Regions from separate parts of the Zea mays genome. Here region 1 is linked to region 2. The links are chromatin contacts, called in public Hi-C maps. All regions are on one chromosome and are shown on one strand. The core of a region is the stretch at or near the end of the contact, and the rest is flanking DNA. Distances in the headings are between cores, read along the strand shown. Region 1 holds the start of LOC100284153 (holiday junction resolvase, S1x1p, URI domain nuclease). Region 2 holds the start of LOC100281538 (AMP-binding protein).

Evidence for each region. Hi-C and Micro-C count contacts between places; a contact is called where the count stands out from the background.
Region 1: a Hi-C map of endosperm shows a contact between it and region 2, with 4 times the contacts expected there. The contact joins the promoter of LOC100284153 here to the promoter of LOC100281538 in region 2. A contact is called at or near these places in 5 of 25 Hi-C or Micro-C datasets (bundle sheath, ear, endosperm and 1 more).

Annotation. Positions count from the first base shown.
Region 1 is chr10:1,246,708-1,253,502 of Zm-B73-REFERENCE-NAM-5.0, reverse strand. It overlaps LOC100284153 (holiday junction resolvase, S1x1p, URI domain nuclease), which reads right to left and starts at 5,334. Exons shown (of 3, transcript NR_182038.1): 1 at 4,438-5,334; 2 at 3,884-3,945; 3 at 3,145-3,643. It overlaps LOC103640656 (serine/threonine-protein kinase BLUS1), which reads left to right and starts at 6,729. Exons shown (of 1, transcript XM_008664139.2): 1 at 6,729-6,795. The coding sequence starts at 6,760. It overlaps LOC541632, which reads left to right. Exons shown (of 5, transcript NM_001111387.2): 5 at 1-327.
Region 2 is chr10:1,061,077-1,068,285 of Zm-B73-REFERENCE-NAM-5.0, reverse strand. It overlaps LOC100281538 (AMP-binding protein), which reads right to left and starts at 5,325. Exons shown (of 23, transcript NM_001154456.2): 1 at 5,119-5,325; 2 at 4,570-4,630; 3 at 4,408-4,485; 4 at 3,989-4,060; 5 at 3,818-3,899; 6 at 3,606-3,711; 7 at 3,437-3,513; 8 at 2,936-2,980; 9 at 2,755-2,841; 10 at 1,784-1,873; 11 at 1,606-1,685; 12 at 1,400-1,493. The coding sequence starts at 5,224. LOC100193832 reads left to right here and starts at 6,569. Exons shown (of 10, transcript NM_001138914.1): 1 at 6,569-6,706; 2 at 6,816-6,911. The coding sequence starts at 6,616.

The sequences.
Region 1 (6,795 bases), core at 4,085-6,584, 190 kb before region 2:
ACCAGATCTCCCTATTTCATTTATCAGAATCGAAAGCCAGCTGACAGAGTCACAGTAACAGCCCGTTGGACATAGCAGCAGGTGCCGAAGCCAAGAACATCTGAAACTGACCGTCGGATAACCTACGATGGGAGTAGCCTTTTACTGCTTCTAAGCTTTAGCCTGGATACAAGTTGTCACTACAGTAGTCAGTAGGGCAGTAACTTGGTGCATCTCCAAGAGTTTTCAAAACACACTGTCAATCTAGAAATTTTTGGTGATGTAGCTTCTCCCACAAGTGGCCTCTTGCAAATTCTTCAGTGATGTGGTTTCTACCACTTGTGCTCTTGGATTCTCAGTTCCTTGACTCTACAGTATTTTTGTCTCTACGTGCTACTTAATGGTGTTCCAGGTAGTTGGATTAACTACTGCAAGGGCCTTCCGCAGGATAACCCCCTTTCTCCCTACATATTCATCATCGTCTTCGGCCCCGTTTTACCCTCTAGATCATATAATCCAGCTTAAATAAATTAAAAGACAAACAAACATCAGAGATTATTGATGTGGATTATCTAATCTAGGTACCTTGCTGGTAACTCGCCTACCACAGGAGTTCTGCGATGAATACCACATATGTGTAGATTGGACCACCGTGGCTCACCCCCGTGCGAAGGGGCAGGTTGAACGGGCTAACAGAATGATCATACAAGGCTTCAAATCTCAGATCTTCACACGCCTCAAGCAGCTCGGCCAACAATGGTCGAAGACGCTAACTACGGTCCTCTAGAGCTTGAGAACAATCCCGAACCGCTCAACTAGATACATGACGTACTTTATGGTCTATATATGGGGCCCAAGCGGTGCTTCCCACCGACCTCAAGTACGACGCCCTGAGAGTGAGGTTGTACACAAGCAAACAGAACGAGTCAAGCTTTGAGGACATGCTGGACCAACTCAACGAAGCCCGTGATGTAGCACTCATGTGGTACGCGAGGTACCAGCAAGCACTGCAAAGGTACCACAGTCGCCGCGTTCGAAAATGGACCTTGCAGGTAGGAGACTTGGTTCTCCAACGAGTCCAAACTAACCAAGACTGACACAAACTGTCTCCACCATGGAAGGGGTCGTTCATAGTCAGAGAGGTACTTCGGCTAGGCACCTACAAGTTGAAGGATGAGAAGGGAAGGATGCTCACCAACACATAGAACATCGAGCAGCGGCGACGATTCTAACGATAGCAAGACCCCAACACTCCCGAACCAACCTGCTCCTGACCCTAGGCTGGATGCCTTAAGGGCTCAGGAGCGCGAGGGAGGAGGGGAGTAGTACCTAACCAGCCTCTCTCGCTAACAATTTTTTGTCCTTCTAGTATGTGTGACGTTTATAACTTTCTAAGCAAACGCGGTCACGCAAATACCTCTTTTTTCTCTTTGTTGTCTGCCCGACTCATGCAGGTTCTCAAGAAATTCGAAGGGAGCCAGAACCGACCGAGCCACTCTTTGGGAACGCCCCGACCTAAGGAACTAGACGAACGCCAAGGGATCACTTTCCAGCAAGGACCCAAACCCGTTTACAAACGTCAAGGGATCGCTCTCCAGTAAGGACCCAAACCCGTTCAAATTCCTATGGCAGGAACCGAAGAGCGAAAAACTCATGGCAAGACAGCCTTCAAGTCTGGAGTTCGAAGGCCGGTCCGCGAAGGGTTCACGGTTGCTCCAGCGAAAATTGAGTAAGGGGCAGCCGAAGATGGGCACACTAGCGACCAAGATTCTGACATACGAAACGTTGAGGGTGTCACCAGCTCGTGTTCGAATAGAATCGACAACTGTATGAGTCGTTGTCGGGAGTATGAGGACAGTCGTGTGCAACCGTACTCCCAGTATGGCATACCGCTTCTTCCGCCCGGTATACAGGTCCCTATAGCAAGTCTGATGCTGATGTAGCGGCCCCTGGCGGGGCTCGTAGGGTAGACCCACTGCGTGTTTTGGGATCATGTGTGGCATCACGAATCTTGTGTCACCCTCCTGCATGCGTAGGTGTACACCCGATATGGTGTATTGTTCCGTCCTTTCCTTTATGTGGGTAATTGTAGAGAGTCCGGTGTTGAGGTCCCCGCGGTCGGGTTGACTGGCCCCACAAGTCAGTGGGGCACGCCCGTTCTTACCGTGTGCAGTCGTGCCGACAGTGACTTATCGGCGCACCTTCGAAATGTCATGCATATGGTCTCGACGTGTCTTGAGGTCGACACGTCTTGTTGTAGCTGACATGGTTCGGTGACACGGGGTTGTGACCTCCCCCTCGCAGGGTTGCTCGACAGGGACTTACTCAGTCGCTCTGCCTCACAGGGTTGCTCGGCAGAGACCTGCTTGGTCGCTTTGCCTAGCAGGTCGACCGTTTTTTTTGAAGAGGTTGTTGGACCTAATTCGGGCACCTGGTTCTTGAGTACTCGACATCTCCCAATCCTGTTTAGGGTTAGGATTTCCACTTCTAACACCACCACTAGCGCTCAAGAATGACACGAAGCTAAACTGAGAGAATCTTGGTCGTGGCAAGGTGGTGATGAAGTGACGATCAATTGAGTCTATTTTGGTGTTATCTTCAGTAGATTATACATATGGTCATGTAAAAGAATGTTTTACACTGTAAATTATACTATTCATAGAGTGAACTTTAAAATGTAAGACAAGATAGGTAATATGATAGGCAAGTTGTTGAGGACAGCTTAAACTTCTGACCAAGTTCTGTCGTGCCAAGGAGCGGGCTGCATTTTTTATCGGTCCTGCATGCAGTCGGATTTGTTACTTCCTTCGTCCACAAATGTTTGTCGCTATGATATTCGTGCTGGTCAAAAAAAATTGACTAGATTTATAGAATATATTAGTAACATTTATATCTTCAAATAATTTTACTACAAAAATAGATTCAAAGATCTATCTAATAAAATATCTATCTAATAATACTAATTATGTACTATAATTATTAATATTTTTATATAAATGTGGTCAAAGTTAAAAATGTTTGACTCCTCAAAGAGTGGGAACGACCAACATTTATATATTCAAATATTTTATATTGTTGCATACTTGTGCTAGTAACAACAGTTTCAAAGCCGGGCATAAATTTCCACATGGCATTCAGCAGAACTTGGCTCAAATGCAGTGCGGAAAGAATAGCTCCACTGAAAGGCCAAGATGAATGAGAAGAAATATAGGTGATTACAATACATAAGTATAATTTACATTTACAAACGGGTGTCGCATGATCCATATTATTGTTCGGAAACAATTGTTCATAGAAAAAAAAATCAAACATAGAATTTCACTGGGGCTACTCTTGGTTTTTCATGTTAAGAAAGCATAGCAGCAGCCATCTTGATTGTTCAGCAGAAGATTATAAGTTATCTTTGCTACGAGCTGCTAGAAGACAGGAGGATTCTTAAGTGGTTATGTTTCTCCAAGTTAGATGCCTGCCACCTGCATAGTGCAAGTGATTAAATGGTCTCAACTTGACTGCCATTTGATTTTTAGGTGGCTACAATCCATGAATGTTTCCACTCTGCTCAAAGCTGCTTCTCGATGTTGCAACACTGACTTCATGCTAAGCTCAGTTCTTTTCCGTGCAATTTTTCGGGAGACGATCTTCCATTTCGATTCAAACTCACAGGCTGCAAAAGGATGATAAGATAAATAAGACATCTTTTGCACTAGTCCAAACTCAAGTAGCAAATGACCATTTCCTTTCTGATGCAGAAATTGCAGATGCTAGTAAGTACAATAAGCTGAACATTACATTAAGAAACTTTCATGAACTGAAACACTCCAAGTTTTGTGGATGGTATTAATACTTTTATGTATGAAAATGAAGGAAGCAAAAATTGAATGCTTAGTACATGAGGATTAACTACCTCGAAAAAGATAGATGAACTAGTTGGTTATACGCCAGGACACATGACAGGCAGTCAAGTTGCTGCGGGGTTAGTATGGTAACTTGGTAAGGTAAACATAGCACAATTAACTGAAAACCCGAACGAACATAAAGAATAGTCCCAGCATCCAATTACAAGTAAATTTAGCAATCCCAGGCTAAATAGCTAAGAAAGTTGTACGCACAACCTAAAGAGTGACAAGCAGACTGTTCTAATCTATACTACTCTATTAAGAATCTAATGTAGGCATCTGGTGCTACCACGGCTTCACCCTCCCCACGCCCAGCGCCCACAAAAAACAGTGCAAAAACGAGCACTCGAACCCACACCTCTCTGTTCTAGAAATTTGGGACTAACCACCGGACCACACGTATCTTGGTGTTTAGAAATAAACAAAAATATATTTGTAGCCTAGGCGTCGCTCCCCACGGTCTCCCACCTCGTGACAACACACGGACACATACCTAGTCTATTAATTGAAGAACCATCAAAGTGTGAAGCTGTAAGCCAGAAAACAGATAGTTACTACTAACCTTCACTTCTGTTGGCAAATCCTTCAACAAGGCATGCGAGATTCCAAGGCCTGCCGGCAGAGGAAGCTTTTGCACCACCTTTTAACTCACCATTATGTTGCCGCAGCCTATATAAATATATAAAAAAGGCTCCTTTCACTAATACACAAATACAACATCTATGTGCATGACTAGTACTACAGGTCTTTATTCATTTTAACAGTATGCTTGCTTAAGCTGCTAGCTGTTATTAACATATACCTATTGAAAAACTGTGAATTAAATTTGCATTTTCAAGCATGTGTATCCTGCAAACCAGAGCAAGGCGACTCAGAGTATGAATACAAAACAAGAAGTACTAAATTGAAGCAAAGCAATCAAATTTCAGCCCTAACGAGATAGAGCCACACTGTCCTGCAACAAGCACAACCGGATGGGGTCAATTTCTTGTGGTTCTGCAACTCCAACCGTAGTCTTCTCCAAATGCTAACACCACACGAACTTAGCTTGCTGCAACCATATGACGACTATCCGAGACAAGCAAGTGGGGAAAGGAACGGGGGAGGCAGGTAGAGCAGGGCGAGGAATCACCGGCGAGGGAAATCGGTGGTGACGCCGACGTACGTGCGGCGGATCCGGGATGAGGCTATAAGGTACACGCACCACGGCGGCGGCGCCTTAGTACTCTTCGCGGCCCCCGGCGGCGGATCCCCGGACGCCGAGGCCGAGGAGGAGGCGGCAGGCTCACCGCACTTTGGAGGAAGAGCGCGCGGGATTTTGGTGGCACGGAAGGCCGCCGTGAGGCTCATCTCTCACCTGGCCGGCGGGGCGGAATCGTTCGTGGCATTCACATCCATCCATTCCATGCCCATGCATGGACGAAATTTACGAATTGAATGGGAGGAAATCGGTGACGTCATCGGATGAACGGGCCTTGAGCCCTTGATGGATAAATGATCGTGGGCCTCAATGGACAAATGGTGGTGTGTGTTGACTGTCTTCGGTAGAGTTTCAATAGAGTGCGTAAAATATAGGATGCAAAATTATAGATTTAAATTATCAAAATCATTTGAATTACATCTCTATTTTTGTTTCAAGGGTCAATTAAAAATCATGTAAATATTTGATGACGTTTTTAAACAAGAGGAAATATCCTTAAGCTTCTAGAATTTTTGAAAAAAAAAACACATATATATTAAGACATAAAGAATCCAAATAAATACTTAAACCACGTGAAAATACCTTTAGAAGCTTTCAAAATTTTAATTTAGCTCTAGACAAATTTTTAAAAGATAGAAAAAATCTACAAATTTCATAAAACACTCTAGTTGATGTTAAATAGCGTTTTGATTTTTCTTCACAACAAAAAATGTAATACACTCTAGTTGATCTTTTGCTGGGGCTTAATTAATGTGATCTTCAAACTTTGCTTGTTCATGGTGTCTTCACACGATCAGACCTGAGACAGGAACATCTACCCAAAAGCAGTCTTGTACTGAATAGCTTCACGAGCAACCCAGCTCCTTCGGCCGTGACAACAACACAATACCACCCAAAGCTGTGGCCACCCATCTTCTTTTCTTTCTCTTTTTATCTTTCCCCATGTCTTCACATGCACCTTAATTAATTATTCGACTCCAAGACCCGTTAATTACATCACCAGTGCAATGTAATTTTCACTCCAACCATATAATATGCACGCATCTCCATTTTTTGACCATACATATATACCCCTTGTCTAAAAAAGAGTACATGCATGTCTCTTTTCTTGAGGAGTTAGTAGATATTAAGTTTTTATAAAACCGGTTTTGGACGCCACGTCGATGTTCGATTTGAGCAAATACGATTTTAGACGGTTTTCAATGGGCTGGCAAGTTCTAGCACCTGTTTTCCTAATTTTAAGAGTCCGGGGACTATAATGCCAAGTTTCAGGTCCGTTGATACATTTTACTCGTTTTGGATGGGTGGTCATGTTCGAACACCCGTTTTACCGGTTTTGAGAATTTGAGAACTCAAGTGGCACAACATTGCTAACTTCAACTCGTTGATGCATTTTACTTTTAGGTTTTTTTTTAAAAAAAATAGTATCATTATTTGCAATTCTGAATAGGTTTATATGTTATAAAAAATATATTTCATTTGTATATGTTTGTTTTTTATGAGGCAATCAATCACAAGTTTAACTATATTTATAAAAAAATATAGTATCGTCATTTGTATTTTTGAACACATTTGCTATAAAAAAATATATTGTGTGTGACGGACGGGTATGTCATGATGTGTGTATATATATTAGTGTCTCTCACTTTGTGACGTGCCACTACACAATATACTGATCGATAAATGCTACGTGCAGCTGGCCTCTTTGCTCCAGCCGCC
Region 2 (7,209 bases), core at 4,076-6,575:
ACGGGGTGCAGAGCACGGCGCGCGGGCGTCGGGTCCTCGGCGGCAGGTGGCGACGAGGCGGTGCGGCGGCCTGGGCGGGTCGCGTCCTGCTCGGCTGGGCGCTCGGTGCAGGAGGGCGGGGCAGGTCCTGGTCGCGGGGAGGCCGGGGCTCGGCGCGCCTGGCCGGGTCCTCGGCGGCAGTCGGCGACGAGCGGCGGCTACGGGAGCGCGGCTCCGGAGGCAGCGGGCGGCCTGGAGCAGGCGGGCGCGCGAGCGCTGGCGCGGCCTAGCGCACGGCGTCGCGGGAGTGCGACGGATGCGCGGGTACGGGAAACAGGGGAGGGCGGCGCGCGCAGGCGGCGCGGCGAGCAGGGAGGGCGCGACGAGCAGGGAGGGAGGGAGGGAGGGAGAAGGGAAGCCGGCGGTGGGAGGAAGGCCGTCGGCTGGGGGGCCGGCGGCGGCTGCAGGGGGAAGAGAACCCCTGGCGGCTGTAGCTGTGTGTGGAGAAGACCTAAACCTAATCTGATACCATATTGGAAGCTGAACCCATACCCTAATCAGGGGTTGGGAGTGATATTAAATAGAGAGAGTAACTGGGCCAAGGCCCATTACACAGGGGTATAACGGTCATTACACAGGGAATAACACAAACCCTAGACGGGTAGTCTAACACAGATGCATAACTTAGAAAAGCCACATAAACTGTTTGCTTCATACAGATCAGCAAACAAAAACGAGATGATCATTCATGGGCATAGTTAACTGGTGTTGTGCTGGTGTTGTGTGGACACAGGAAGTCCACAGCAGGAAAAGTATTTGTGTGTGTGTAGGGGGGGGGGGGGTACAGTGACCAACGAGGATATATTGACATAACAACTGGTACGCGTGAATTAAAATTGATAAACATATTATATTGAAGATGAAAGATCCTTCACACTGGTCACTGGTGTACAGCTACTCTTTGAATTGTCCAAAGCAACTCAAGTGCCCAATGCATATTTTGCACTAGGTGATCATATTCCTACAACCACAGGCACCAACTTATAAGTAAACCCTTAGTAGTTTGGCAACGACTATTATGCAAGCAGTCCTTGTGTGCAAACGTGCAAGCAAACCATCTGATCCATTAGATCGTGATCCAACCATAGATCACATTTAACACTTAAACCCTTCCACCACCAGCTCAATAATCTTTATAAAAAAACCCCCTAACAAAATATGGTTGTATCTGTGGTTGGATCGTAATCTAATGGATCAGATAGTTTGTTTGCACGCTTGCATAGAAAGACTGCTTGCATAACAGTGGTTGCCTAGTAGTTTAGTGTTAATTAATTCTCATAATGCAAATCAAAATTGTTATGTAGTTATGTAGTTATGTAGTTATATAGATATCATTCCAAATAAAGTTGAATCTGCATACCCCTTGGTAGAATCCAATGGCAACACCACAGTGCAGTGCTGCAATCTGGTTAACCCTCTCGTAAATGTGAGCCAAAGGCAGATATGAGATATACCTGAGGAGAGTGATCCACAGAGTTATTTTCACAAATGTTAAGTGCAGATGTGAATTGGATAAGCTGATCAAGCACAAACAATTTTATTTGAGTGTATATGCAAAATACTAACACATCGGAGGGGTAAAACTTAATGTTTAGGCTTGATCCTGCTACATTTGCAATTAAGTTCCCATGAGAAAGAACAGCTCCCTGAGAAAAAATGATATCCAATATCACCGATCCGAAATGTACAAGTAAAAGAACTTTGCTGATGAAGCAAAGAATAATCAGAAGGATGGCCGATTTACCTTCGGTGTGCCAGTAGTGCCACTAGTGTAACAGATAGTGGCAACATCTTCAGGTTTTGGAAGACAAAAAGGTTGAGGACTAGCCTTTCCCTGAGTTGAAGAATTGAAGGGTTACAGAAAGCAGGGGCACACAATATATCGGAGCAAGTGGAAAACAGAAAGTGATGTGCCCTTCTTTATTCAAAATTAAAACACCGATGATAATGTATTAACAACTTAAACATTCAAATTCCATAAACTAATTAATATGCAAACATGTACACATTTATATATATGCAAAGTAAAGGTAATTCCCAGCATGAGCATGCTATGAATGCCTATAGCCATCAAATGCATTTATAAACAGCTATGAAGCTTGCAAAACTGTGAGTTGACCAAGGATGACATTTAATCTGTGATTTCATGTGTATTTTTCATATGACGAGAAAAATAAAAAGTGCCCTAAAGAAACAAGTAAAATAAAAACAACTGACATCTGCATACAGCCATACAGGCATGCAGATAAAAACATCGTCCTCCATGTCAGGTTAATCTGAACTGGAAGATTCAGTATGCATTCTATATATATATATATATATATATATATATATATATATATATATATATATATATATATATATATATATATATGTGTGTGTGTGTGTATATATATATATATATATATATATATATAAAATTTCCACCCAACAAAGGATGGAAAAGAAATCATGGCATCCCATGTATAAAATCTAAGAACACAATATATAACATAAGTACATATGTGTGACTTAGGTATGAAATCACATCAACTTTGTAATGGTCAAACTCTTGAAGCACATAGGCAAGGAAGAAGAACAAGAAGAAAACAGTAAAATAATGCAGTTTACGGGAAGTAATTTGTAACATGGTAGCTTTATGTAGCGTTGGAAATGGTTAAAAGAGAAAATCATCATGAGTAAAACTGAAGGATGCGCAAAAATCATCATGAGCACCTGGATGAGCAACCTGGAGTAAGTTATGATTTGCACTCCAGTAGTTACTGGCGTTGATGGCAGATTTGCATCATCTCCACCAACTACCTAGACAAAAGAAACTAGGAAAATTAAAGAGAAAAGGCCCTTGAATAATCATGAATGTTACATTGTTTGTCAACAGTAAGCAGTCCATACTTACCACTATAAGCCGAACACATGGCATTTGAGCTATAAAACTTAACAGCTGCAATTAAAATATAACCATGAGTAAAATAAATACCGTAAGTTCAGTCTGTCTTTAAAATCTAGGATACAATACTATAATAATGTGAAGTTAAAAGCTAAATGGCATTAATAAACCAATGTAATTTTTCTAAACAACATCAATGAATGCCACTGTATCCAAAAGATTAACCATCTATTTCATGCATATGGGCCTCCAAAAAAGTTGGCATGCCTGCCACTTGCCCATTTGTACCATACTATGCAATGTTTTTTATGCTAGAGAAACCTGTTACAGAGTTATACCAGTACAAACAAAGAATGGCCCAAGTTCCTGATGCAGTTCTAGCCTCGCTAGTTATAACTTATGACTAATATGACTTCTGACATGCAGCCTCATCATAGGAGTCATTTGCAAATTTTATTTCAGGAACGAGTAATTGTTGAAGGTTGAAAGAGATAAGTGATTAAAGCTTACAGTGCTTAGAGTTTGAGGCACACAGAATATAACTTCCACCGCTGCATGGTTCACAATGAATTGAACAGCATCTGGGCCTGAAAGTACAAATGTACAATCAACAAAAACTGTCACTAGACAAATCATGAACAACCAAGATACCTATAGTATAGTCATTCTATGAACATACCAAGTGTGTCATAAAGTGGCACAGATACATATGAATATGCAGAACAAGCATGGTCAACTATAATCCACTCAGGTCTGTTTACAAAATACAGACCAATGCATGCACCCTGATTCCAAATAGAAATATGTTTGACATAAGCTCAAATATACTCAGAACAATCTGTTTTGTTAAGAACAAAATAACAAGTGCTTGTTCAGATCATGATGACTCACTTCACGAACTCCATGATATATAAGGCCAGAACCTACTGCAGTCCTGCTCGTGCTAGCTTCTCCATATGTCATCCATTTGTAGCTACAACATTATTTGTCACTTGCACAAATCAGTCTGGATGAAAAGGACGCTGCAGGCGATAGTGAGTGTATTAGATAGCTAATCCTTACTCTCCAATTGTTCCATCTGCTCTGATTCTTGTTCCCAGGTACTTACAGTCTGTAAATGTCTCAACTGCATACCTGCAAAATTTGGAAAATATAACACTTTGCCTGAAAGGTTACGACATTTTTTTCCTCCTAGTCGGTCAATTTTACCAGCTTTCATGAAGGCGTGAGCTATCACATAAAAACTAGTGCATTCAAGATTTTCACTAGCTCTTATTCAGTTATTCTAACATCAGATCAAGATATCATATTTGACCTAGATAACTTTTTTTCCAAATCCAAGCTTTGCGCAAAAATAAAGGGAAACAGTAAACCGATCACATTGTTGTTGGTAATAACAGAACCTTTCACAGAAGCTAGATAGGAAAGAAAGCAAGATAAAAAGGCCAGATGGAAGTGGGGTGGTGGCCCCGGTGTCTTACGTGAAATTGTCATGCAGCGTTCCAATGTCTGGGGTGTCAGGGAATCTACTTATCAGCCTTAACGGTGAACGCGCGGATCTGCAAGACGGCGATAGGAATCAGAAGCAAGCCATCACAGCACAGGGACCGCAGAAAGAACAACCACTAACCAAGGGCACGTACCGGTACACGTTCCACCTGCCGGTTTGCAATTTCTCAGGGAGGAGGACACTGTAGCCCTGCGCTGAAAACATTCATGTATGTAACTGCACCGTCAACCCAAACAAAGGAAACAATAATCGCGGTTGGAATGGAGCAGGGATAGGGTGGCAGCAGGCGCTGGGGACGAATGCAGGTAGCAGCGATATCATGTGCATGCGTCCATATAAACAGTTCGATTTAGATACAGAGTATATTCTCATTCTCGCTACTCAACGAGGATGGAGTGGATCCATCCTGATGCTGACAGACAAGTGAAACTGAAGGAAGATAGATGCCTTAATAAGAGTTGACTGGACCCATCCTGATGCTGACAGACAGACAGACAGATATAGGAGTAAATAAATCTAGTAGTAACTAGTAAATAAAGCGAAAACTCCATGTTGCAGTGGATCGTTGACGGGGAGTCGGGAGCGGCTCGCGGCGAACGAAACAGCAGGCGGCGGGGCGGAACGGAACTGGCACACGGAGGAAGGGAAGGGAAGGGAAGCGCAGGTAGTTAGAGCGACGCACCGTGGACGTACTCGGCCGCGGTGGGGTTGACGGTGAGGCCGTAGCCCCCGGCGGGCGGCGGCGGGCGCTGGAGGTGGGTACCGACGCGGCGCTGGGCGGCGTCCATTGCTGTTGGGGAGTGGATTGGTGGGATGCTCAAGCTCAAGTTGATTTGGCGATCCGTTGCGTTGCGTTGCGTGGGGTAGGCGGCAACGAAGGGAACGCAAGCTGCCGCAAGCCGCCTCTCTGTAGTCTGTCCCACCTCTCACGCTGAAATAGGATATTCTTTTTATCTGTATGGTGCTGATTGCGTTGCGTGTCGTGTCGTGTCCTTCTCGTCCGCTGCTCGCGCTTGCTCTGCTTCTCATCCTTAATTCAGTGTCATCATTATTAAGAGCGTGTTTGACATGACTCTGCTCCACCCTAGAGCAGCTCTAATACAAAACTCTAGATGGAGCAGCTCTACTTTAGAGTTTAGATTGTTTCTCATAACTGGTGGTAGTGACGGGTAAATAACACCAAACTCTCTGACTAGGTTGCTTTCTTGGAGTTTTTGGAGTAGCAAAAGAGGTACTCCAAAAAATTGTACTGTAGCTCCAAAAACTCCATAGAGTTTACAACTCTGAAGTTAGGGTGTTTGACATGCTCTGACCAACTCCTCCTTAAAAGTTTGCTCTGAAGCCATGCCAAACAGACCCTAACGCGAACATCCGTGACTGCCGAGATCTCAGCCACGTCGACGCTCTACTTTTGTGGATTTTTAGTTGCATGTTCTACTCCTATATACTGTTTCCAATCTAGTTTCATGTGTATATGTGACTAAAATTCAGATAGAATTATATGTGTTTTCAGTTCATACAGAACTATTGAATTATAGGTATGCAATCTGATCGCGCTCGTCCTACTGTACAATCTAATCACGGTTGAAATAAATTAATGAGGCACTGATTTCTTTTATGGAACACATGTGGACTAGCAACTAATTCTTGGTGATAATTAAAGTACCACATGAAGCAAGTAGTACTACCTGAATATCTGATGAAGAAGCAAAACCAATGAACCAAGACCTTGTACACAGATGAAGTAGGTGAAGCTGTTCGTTATTTGATCTACGTGCTTGCCTGGATGAAGACAAACTAGGGCTATTTAAAAAAGGCTAATAAGCTGAGTTAGCATTATTTTAAAAAATAGCAACTAAAAATAGAGGACTATTAAAAACATGGAATTTTTTACTTTCTATTATTATTTAGCAACTCCCTACGTCGTTTTTGGGAGTTTTTTTTTAAAAAAAAAAACTACTGAAGATCTTTAGTCCGGTTGGGTGGCGTCATCAGATCTACTCGAACAGCAACCAAGCCTAGGGTCTGCTTCTCTCTCCACGTCCGTCAGATACCGTGCGCACCAATCCTAAAGCACGGGACAGAGTTAGAAGAGATCAAGAGAAGAATCGGAAAAAAAAAACAGAAGTACTAACGCCCCGCCCCTGCCTGGGGTTTTAACCCTACCCAACCGCCGCCCATGGCGTCCATCTCGGAGCCCGCTGCTAGGGAGAAGCCCATCGTCGTCCGGGTCAAGCGCAAACCTTCGCAAAACCGCCCGGACGCTTTCTGTGAGCTCCCTTCTCTTCCTTTCTCAGTGCCCCGCCCACTTTTCTCTTGGATTTTCCCCCACTCAATACAAATGACTGTTTTCGGTTTTTTTTCCTGCTCTATTATCAGGGCTAGAGATTAATGAGAGGCCGGCAAAGAAGGCGGCGATTGATTTCTCCCGCCTTTCCATCTCCGAACCCTCCTCGTCCTCTGCCAGTGTCAAAGGTACACAAGCCAAAAAAAAAGGATGTAACATGTCACTGTTACTAAAGGATTGTTCATTCCGTACATTATCAGTAACTTGCTCGTGCGAAATTATCCCGAAACAATGTAAGGGCTAGTTTGTGAACTCCATTTTCCTATAGGATTTCTATTTTCCCAAAGAAAAATGAACTAATTTCCCTTGGAAAAATGGAAATGAAAATGGGGTTTCCAAACTAGCCCTAAGATTGTCCTGTCTCCTCCTGAATGCTGACGTGATATGTTTAGGTGGTACCGAATTCAGCTCATATTCAGACGAACA